Regions from separate parts of the Hordeum vulgare genome. Here region 2 is linked to region 1. The links are chromatin contacts, called in public Hi-C maps. All regions are on one chromosome and are shown on one strand. The core of a region is the stretch at or near the end of the contact, and the rest is flanking DNA. Distances in the headings are between cores, read along the strand shown.

Region 1 (4,824 bases), core at 1,193-3,692:
TTTGAATGTCGATACCAAGGAGCGGCAAGAGGGTAGCGAGTGATTTGATCACACGACCTTATCCATCTTAAGGTTCCTACACAACACACGTGCGTTCACCCATAGGATTTAATTCCATATGCATGCCATAACCGGAATCCTGCTTGACGCTTGATCTTCCTTTTTTCCTTCTCTTCGTGGCATACATGCATGTACTTTCCCCGAGCACGCCAAGGTTGTCGAAAGGGAGAAATAAACGATCCTAGGCCTGCCATGTGCTTTAGTGGGCACATGCTTAAAAATGTCCTCTGTTGTTTCCTTTTAATTAATGTAGGCATAGTTCCATCATTTCTATTAGGCGGCACATAACTTTGGACATCAATACTAAGAAGCGAACAAGAGGGGTGGTGGGCGGTTTTTCAACAATCTTACCCCTCTTCAGGTCGCTCCACGACACACGTGCATGTACCCATATGATTTAATTCCAAGGCTTGCAATTGTCTAATCGTGCTCGACGCTTCACCTTCATCGTTTCATCCTCTCCGTACAACAGATGCATGTAGTTTTCTCGAGCACGCATGGCGGATGATATGAAGAAATATAAGATCCTATGGCCGTCATATACTTCAATAGGCACCCATTCGAAAATATCATGTACTCCCACCGTTCCTAATCAGGTCGCATAAAACTTCAGACCCCTATACGAGTGAGCAAACGGGAGGGGTAGCAAAATATTTTCTTAGACGATCTTACCCGTCTTGAGTTCGCCATACCATGCACACACGTGTACCCATAGGATTTAATTCTCATGCATGCAATGGCCATAATCCCGCTCGACGCTTCACCTTCCTTGTTTTTTTCATGCAACGTATGCGTAGTAAGCCAGAGCGCGCCAAGAAAGATGGAAGGGAGAAATAAATGGTCCTAGGCCCGCCTTATCAGGATACAACTAGAAAGGGATTTAGTGGGGCCAGCTCGACATCAGTGGCGTCATCTTCACAAAATTACAAGGATTAGTGCAAATTCATTGAAGAATTTGTAAATTTGTTGGTGTTAGCTCACACGAGTGCCATTGCTTGACCTCCGTCCCCGCCGCCATACACTTCAGCCCACACCAATAACGCTACCCGATATGTCCCATCATCATTAATACAAGAGTACACCCTTCATATTAGGATGTGCATAACTTTAGACGTCGATACCAAGGAGTGAACGGAGAGGGGCAGCAAGCTTTATTTAGGATGATCTTGCCCCCTCTCAAGGTCGCCACACATGTAACCACATGAGTTAATCCTGACACACGCACCGTCTGCAACCCCGCTCGACGCTTCGCCTCCCCCCCCCCCCCCCCAACCACGCAACACGCGCTCGTAGTTCGCCCGCGCAACCCGCCATAAACCGCAACAGGCAGCCATTGATGACGCCGGAGCACGTTATGCTGAAATCTGCCATGCCAAACGCTCACCATGCCAACACAGACCGTAGCTTTCTTTTAGGGAAACACAAACCGTAAATTTTCAAATGACATGGCGCGTGGTCTGAAATGCCATCACGCCCCCCAAACGCAAAACGGCTGCATCGCGCGGTCACGCGGGCGGAGGGCGCGCGGACACGTGGCGCCGGTGACGCGCAGATGCCAGATGGCGACCCAGCCACGCCGACCGAAGCGGCGCTTTGCAACGCCCGGCACGGCAAGCGTCATGAGGGCGCGATGACGAGGCGATCATCGGCCAGAAAGCCGCCCGTAATCGACCGGTAAATAATCCACCGGCTGTCACGTGAAACGGTTCGCGCGCACACACGCAGGTGCGCAATGCCGGTGCGTGGCATCATGGAATCCGCTTCCTTGCGTGCTCCGGGACGGAACCTCGGCCCGGTTCACCAGCGCCACACGCAGGCACCATCCATCCCAAAGCGTCCGTTGTGACGCCACACCGAGGCCGGAGCAGCACGGGTCAACACGCAGACGCGGTTTCACGGCAAAACCACAGCACCGATGCCCTGACCCTTTCCGCCGACCTTTCATCCTCGGCGGCGGCCGGTATGCCGGACCGACCGGCGAACGCCGGAGGAGCAGTAAATATGGGCCATCTGTTGTTGCGTAATACGGTAGTACCCCTGACGAAACCGTGGAGAGGGTAAAAAATTAGGAAGAGAGTGGAACTGACGCGGCTGCTCCAGCTCGGAACAATCCCTCCCCGCAGCGCACGCGGAGCAGCACGCATTTGTTCGTTCGGGCTTTCGGCGCCCGCCCCGAGGCCGTCTGGCCGGTGTCGCAATCCCAGTCCCGTCCCCGTCGGCCGAACGGAACGCAGGATTTCGTCACCGCGGGGTGAAGCCGACCCGCATTCCCACCGCTTGGGTCGGGCTCCTGTTTCTGCTCCTCCCGTCAGCGCGGCCGCCCACCAAACCCCAACCCCCGCGGAATAAAACCCGCCCGCCGTTCCGCCAGATCCGCACGGGAGTTTCTAGGGTTTTTCCCTCCCTCCCCCCCGCCGACCCACCCAACCCCCCACCCCATTCCTCCCTCCCTCCCTCGCTCGCTCTTCAGCAGGCCCGCCCCCCAACCCGGAACAGACACCACCGCCGCGATGCCGTCGCGGCGGCCGGCGCTGGCCCTGGCGTTCGCGGCCATCCTCGCGGTGGCATGCTGCCGGGCGACCGCCGACCTAGCGACCGACGCGCGGGCGCTCACCGCCTTCCGCGCGGCCGTGGGCCAGCGGGTGTCCTGGAACGTCACCGACCCGGCCACCGTCTGCGCGTGGACGGGGGTGACCTGCGAGGGCGGCCGGGTGACCATCCTCCGCCTCCCGGGCGCCGCGCTCACCGGGGCCGTCCCCGCCGGCTCGCTCGGGAACCTGACGGCGCTCCACACGCTCAGCCTCCGCTACAACGCGCTCTCGGGGGCCCTCCCGTCCGACCTCGCGTCCCTCGCCGCGCTCCGCAGCGTCTTCCTCAACGGGAACCGGCTCTCGGGGGACTTCCCGGCGCCGCTCCTCGCGCTGCCCGGCCTCCTCCACCTCTCGCTCGGCGGGAACGGCCTCTCGGGCGCCATCCCGCCGGCCCTCGCCAACCTCACCCGCCTCAGGACCCTGCTCCTCGAGGAGAACCGCTTCGCCGGCGAGATTCCCGACCTCCCGTTGCCGCAGCTGCGCGACTTCAACGTCTCCTTCAACCGCCTCAACGGATCCATCCCCGCCTCGCTCCGCTCCAGGCCGCGCGCGGCGTTCCTCGGGATGTCGGCCCTCTGCGGCGGGCCCCTCGGCCCTTGCCCTGGCGAGGCCCCTCCTCCTTCTCCGGCTCCCACGGAGACGACGCCCTCGCCGACAACACCGGCGACGAACGTCCCCAACGGCGGAAACGACGAACAAACTGACAAGAAGGGGAACAAGCTCTCCGGCGGCGCCATTGCCGGGATCGCCATAGCCTCTGTCGTGGGCGCCGCGCTTCTCCTGTTCCTCCTCATCTGCCTCTGCCGCAGGTCGGGGCGCACCAAGACGCGGGCTCTGGAGATGCCGCCTCCGTCTCCGTCCCCCGCCGTCATCCCCGGCGGCCGAAAACCTCCCGAGTTGCCCAGCGGTTCGGCCGTGGCTCCTATGGCCACTGTCGGCCACCCCGCGGGTCAATCGACTTCAGGGAAGAAGCTGGTCTTCTTCGGGTCAGCGGCTGCCGTCCAACCCTTTGACCTCGAGGACCTGCTGCGCGCGTCGGCCGAGGTCCTTGGCAAAGGTGCCATCGGGACGACCTACAAGGCTGTGCTTGAATCCAGCGCTACCGTGGCGGTGAAGCGGCTCAAGGATGTCACCATGTCTGAGCCCGAGTTCCGTGACCGCATCGCTGACATTGGCGAGCTCCAGCACGAGTTCATCGTGCCTCTCCGTGCTTACTACTACAGCAAAGATGAGAAGCTGCTTGTGTACGACTTCATGCCCATGGGGAGCCTTTCTGCAGTCTTGCACGGTGAGAATTCCACATCTCAATTCCTTTACAGTTTTTCTGTACTCATACTCTGATCATTGTATTACTGTTCTGCATATGTTGTGCTCGTGCTTGCGTCTATCTTATTTTTGCATTTTTCATGGGTGGCGATGGACTTGGATTTCTCGTAAATGTTTGAGAATTGGATTGCAGTTGTTTATGGACGATTGTCTTGTACTACATCCGTTCCTATATATAAAATGTTTCGGCAATTTAAATTGAACCAACTAGTTGTCTTAGTTCAAAAAAGCGCTAAGCGTTAATTGTGTGTTTTGCCAGCGTATTTATGCGCTAGCGTTTTGCTATCGCCTAGAGCCTAGGTGCACTTGAGCGCTCGCTTAGGCGCGCCTTTTTAACTATGCTTATATTTAGAAACAGAGGGTGTAGCTATTATTACATCTGTCATGGCTTGAGTATCTCTAGTCTACGTTTGTCAGCATATTAGGTGACACGTCAAGCTAATTTTGATGCAGATCTTGTTTATTTGCTTGATATCCAAAGTATTAGGATTTTAAGTGTTATTTATTCGGTGTTGTTATTGAATCATATTCTGACTATTCTTAGTGATATTCCTTCTGGTCTGAGACTAAGTTTGTGGCTAGAATACTTGTATTGCAGTCAACTGCCCCCTTCAGGTTTGTGGTTTTACCAATCTGCTCCAAATTTTCTGAATGTCGAATAGAACTGTTGTTTGCTTTTCATAGTCCCATATTTCTTTCCTCAATTGTGCTTAGGTCTATTATTTGTTTGTTTACTTCGTGTTGCTTAGAGGAAACAAAATTGTTGTAGTTGGCGTATCGTTAGTTTTTTCATTGATTAAAGTGGTATTGGATGCCCTAATGTCATGTCTGGAACCAGGGGCAGTGT
Region 2 (4,824 bases), core at 629-3,128, 160 kb before region 1:
CGCGGAGGGCGGAGGAGCGAAGCGAGAAAAAAAGGGCTCCTGGTAGATTTTTTGTAGGAACCCAAAGTGTCTGACGCCTACGTGGCAGTTGTCTCGATGTCCGCAAACCTTCTCCAGCATTTGATGCATAAGATTGAATGACAAAAAACATCCGGGCTCTAGACATGTGGCGGCGTTTTGAGGCATGTGTCAACGCATCGTCCCTTATCACGTTATCATATGAGCATTAATAAATCAAGATACAACCATGTCAATGCATTGTTTCTTATGAGTTCCATCTACATTTAATAATTTAGGGTAACGCATGCATATGATTGGGCTAGAATCATTTTTTACCTATATCCATATGCAAGGGTTATATGTTACTAACATACAACTTTTTTTTTTAATTAACTAGCATGTCACGTCAGCAAAATGCTGCTAAGAAATAGCATTGACATAGGCCGGATGAAGGGAATTGGAGATGCCTGAAGACCCGCCACGAGGCAGCGATGGCACGAGGGGGATGGTGACACGGCAGGCACAACAGGTAGGTAGCACACAGTAGTCGCTTTCCTACATACTGTACTACAGTACGGAGTACACGTCACTCACGTCTCACTCATGTCATGCCACCATCTAGCTTCGACCGGTCGGGAAGATCCGTCGGGTCAGTGAGCCAGTAGTCCACCCGGATTCGCACTGCACGGACGTACGCCGGGACAAGAGAAGGTCAATTCGTCCTTCACCACTAGCCAGCTGCTTCATGCATAAGCAAGGCAAAGCAAGAAGGTCGTCGTCTCAAAGTCCATCGCTTTTCCCCTTCCCCGTACCCAATTTCCCCTTCCCCGACCGAAGGAATAGACACCTTTTTTAATTAATTGTTAGGTAATCTCGCACAGCAGAACACGAGCACGATGGGGCCATGTCTTGATGCTTGCATTATTACTGAATTTATTTTAACATTTTTCATAATACTTCCTTTGTCATAGTTTATAAGGCATGCACGTGTATCTAGGTCGTCAATTTGACTTATATAAAATATATTATTTAACATAAAAATAATATCATTAAAAAATAGAACATCTAAAGTTTCTAATGATATATTTTTCGTAATATATGTCTCGCATTAAGTTGGTCAAATTGACGACCTAGATACACCTACCGGACTTATAAACTGGAACGGAGGGAGTATGTTTTAATGAAAGAAGATGTTGTCATCAACAACGAGTCGTCTACGATAAATTCGTAAATCTCAAAATGATATGTTGATTCAGTTTTTTTTTAGATACTCATAGGAATACAATATGTACGTATGCGTTTGCAAGGACGAATATATACGCGTGTATATTAACTCTTGCATATGTAGTGTGTTATTTAGTTCTTTTATTAATGAAAAAAGACGTTTTCATCGACGACGAGCCGTCTACGATAACTTAACAAAACTTAAAATAGAATGTTGATTCAGTTACCCCGCAAACAAAAAAAAGAATGTTGATTCAGTTTTTCTTAAATGCTCGTAAAAATAGGATGTGTACGTGCGCGTTTGCAACGAAGAATATATACGCGTGTACATTAACTCTTGCATACGTAGCGTGTTAAAAAGAAACAGGTGGGTGGTGCGCGGATCGGCGAAGCGCGGTCGTGCGTACGCATGGGATCGGGATCATCACATCACATCACATCACATGACAGGGAGGAAACCCGACCGGTCGAGTGCGCTCGCGTCCGGTGCAGTGGTGCAGTGGAAAAGGCGTTGCGTGCGCGCGGGCCGCGGAAACGTACGCGCGGAGGGACAGCCGTACGTACGCAGCCCGGCCGCAACGCCCACCAACCTTTCGGGGGCCCCGTCACCACCCTGCTCCCTTCCTACCTACTTATAGAGGGGCAGAGCCAGCTACGGCGACACCACCCCCACTCGCCCCTCCTCCTCCCCCCGCATTTCCAAGAGAGCTAGCCACCATTTGCCTCCCACAAGAACACCTCTCCCTCCTCCTCCGCCTGCTCTCCCCCTCCCTCTCCGGCTCAGGCTCCGTCTCCGGGGAAGAAGAAGAAGAAGAGGAGGAGGAAGAAGAAGAAGAAGAAGAAGAAGAAGGAGGAGGAGGAGGGGTAGCTCGCCATGTCTCGGCTCGCCGACCTTCTCAGCCTCGACCTGTCCGGCTGCACCGGCAAGATCATCGCCGAGTACATATGGTAACACCGCTCGGCTTCCTCTTCCTCCGCCTCCCTCACCACTGTCCCAACCTCCCATCTCACCTTCCTTCACAGTTCACACCAAAATCCACTTCATCCTTTTCTTTTCCGCTTCTTGAAATCTCTAGTTCTTATCCCGAGTTAGGCATGCCACAGATTATTCCTCCTCCCCACAAATCCCATCTGAAATTTCCTTCTGGTTGGGTTTCTCAGATTTGAGCCAAGTAAAAACCCCTGTCTTCACCTTCTTCACGTCTTGATGATAAGTTACAGAAGCAATAGCACCGATCAGCATCCATTTTCCAAAAGAGGAAGAAAAAAGCCATTACTAATCTGCGCACATTTACTCCCTCAGAACAAAAACAAGAAAAATCTGCTCACATTTACGCTTTGCCTAACTCAGGGTCGGCGGCACCGGGATGGACGTCAGGAGCAAAGCCAGGGTAGGCCGAGTTCCTCCCACCCTCATAATCATCCATTTAATCCTTACCCTAAAGAGAATCACCATCACTCTAAAAAAATACATTGCAAGTAGTAGTAGCAAGTTCCTAACACTTTTTCTGCCCCTTTGGATCCCTTGGACGTTCACAAATCAGACGCTTCCCGGACCCGTGGACGACCCCAGCAAGCTTCCAAAGTGGAATTTCGACGGCTCCAGCACCGGCCAAGCCACGGGCGACGACAGCGAAGTCATCCTCCGGTACTACCTTTTTTCCTTTTTTCTTGAGGATAATCCTCCGGCACTTCTTCTTGGTTGCACTCTTCAATCAACCCCTGCCTTGGCTTGCGTGCCTTGGGCCTGAGGTCAAACTGATTTGAACTCCATGTTTTTTGCTTCTGCCAAGACCCCAAGCCATCTTCAGGGACCCGTTCAGGAAAGGGAACAACATCCTGGTAAATTCAGGATCCTCCTCTCTGTTTTTTCATTCATAAATACGATATATATATACACACAAAGGTTATGGCATGAGTTTTGTATTGTTATTTTATTTTGTCTGCGTGAATCAGCTTTGGAATTTGTTCATGAATGCCAGACTGTTTTTTCACCTATGGTAAATTTTAGGTCATCTGTGACTGCTATGCGCCTACCGGAGAGCCGATTCCGAGCAACAAGCGGTACAACGCGGCGAGGATATTCGGCCATCCTGATGTCAAGTCTGAAGAACCATGGTCAGTATCAGTTGCTCCGTTCTATAGAAATTAGTCAAGTAATTAACTTTGCACATAATTTATGTGGCAATTAATCTTGTACCCCCTCTCTTATGTTGCCTGAAATATAGGTATGGGATTGAGCAGGAGTACACCCTTCTCCAGAAGGACACCAACTGGCCCATTGGCTGGCCACTAGGGGGTTACCCTGGCCCTCAGGTAACTATAGATATGTTCAATACTCAGCATTTCAGTTGCAAATGCTAAAATTCAGCTAATTACTTGCTGTCAAAAATGCTTGCCCATCATACTTCAGTAAAGTGATGAACGATGAAATGTGCGTGGCAGGGGCCTTACTACTGCGCCGCGGGTGCGGAGAAATCTTACGGGCGCGACATCGTCGACGCCCACTACAAGGCCTGCCTCTACGCCGGCATCAACATCGGCGGCATCAATGCAGAAGTCATGCCAGGGCAGGTAATTTCAGGTTCAGGCGCAGGATCACATTCACATATTTGGATGCCCCTTTGTCCATGAAAAAATATGCTCATGGGCTGATGATCTTCTGTCTGAACCAACCAGTGGGAGTTCCAAGTCGGCCCTTCCGTCGGCATCTCCGCCGGCGACGAGCTCTGGGCGGCTCGCTACATTCTCGAGGTAAATTGTAAAACTGCCTCGTCTAGTTGAATGAATCAAATCAAATGCAACTTTTGCTGATAAGAACATCTTTGTTTTGTGTGTGACCCAACAGAGGATCACTGAGATCGCCGGCGTCGTCGTCTCCTTCGACCCCAAACCGATCCCGGTGAGCATTTCTTCATCTTGTTGTACCAAAATTCTCAACTTGATCTGCACTGGCCAGCTAGCCATTTCTTACATGTTTGTGATTGCAGGGAGAGTGGAACGGTGCCGGTGCCCACACAAACTACAGGTAATCTAAAGAGCAAGCGAAACTAATGCATCGCTACTCTTGTGCTATGGGTCATGGCATGATCCTGATGATGTCTGAATGCAGCACCAAGTCGATGAGGAGCGAGGGCGGGTACGAGGTGATCAAGAGGGCGATCAAGAAGCTCGAGGCGCGGCACACGGAGCACATAGCCGCCTACGGGGAAGGCAACGAGCGCCGGCTCACCGGCCGCCACGAGACCGCCGACATCAACACCTTCGTATGGGTAAGTAATACGGCGAGTTGAGACTTGAGACAAGAGCGTCACCATTGCTCTCTTCTTACTGCTTTTCCGTCTACATTGTTTGTTTTTCTTGTTTCTTCCAGGGCGTGGCAAACCGCGGCGCGTCGGTGCGGGTGGGGCGCGACACCGAGAAGGAAGGCAGGGGCTACTTCGAGGACCGGAGGCCGGCGTCCAACATGGATCCCTACGTCGTCACCTCCATGATCGCCGAGACCACCATCCTCTGGAAGGCCGGTCTCTCCAATGGCAAGTAGAGTTACCTGTGATGGTGTTATGTGTAAGCGCCCCGTGGTTGTGTGTGCGTGATCTG

Evidence for each region. A called contact is a pair of places that touch in the nucleus more often than the background predicts.
Region 2: a Hi-C map of leaf shows a contact between it and region 1, with 1.7 times the contacts expected there. The contact joins the promoter of LOC123447464 here to the promoter of LOC123447460 in region 1. A contact is called at or near these places in 3 of 6 Hi-C or Micro-C datasets (leaf and seedling).

The regions. Positions count from the first base shown.
Region 1 is chr4H:17,582,055-17,586,878 of MorexV3_pseudomolecules_assembly, reverse strand. It overlaps LOC123447460 (probable inactive receptor kinase At1g48480), which reads left to right and starts at 2,442. Exons shown (of 2, transcript XM_045124064.1): 1 at 2,442-3,939. The coding sequence starts at 2,571.
Region 2 is chr4H:17,745,888-17,750,711 of MorexV3_pseudomolecules_assembly, reverse strand. LOC123447464 (glutamine synthetase cytosolic isozyme 1-3) reads left to right here and starts at 1,878. Exons shown (of 12, transcript XM_045124069.1): 1 at 1,878-2,172; 2 at 2,576-2,615; 3 at 2,769-2,872; 4 at 3,018-3,066; 5 at 3,236-3,342; 6 at 3,453-3,540; 7 at 3,670-3,798; 8 at 3,904-3,978; 9 at 4,073-4,126; 10 at 4,215-4,252; 11 at 4,337-4,496; 12 at 4,598-4,824. The coding sequence starts at 2,099. The coding sequence ends at 4,768.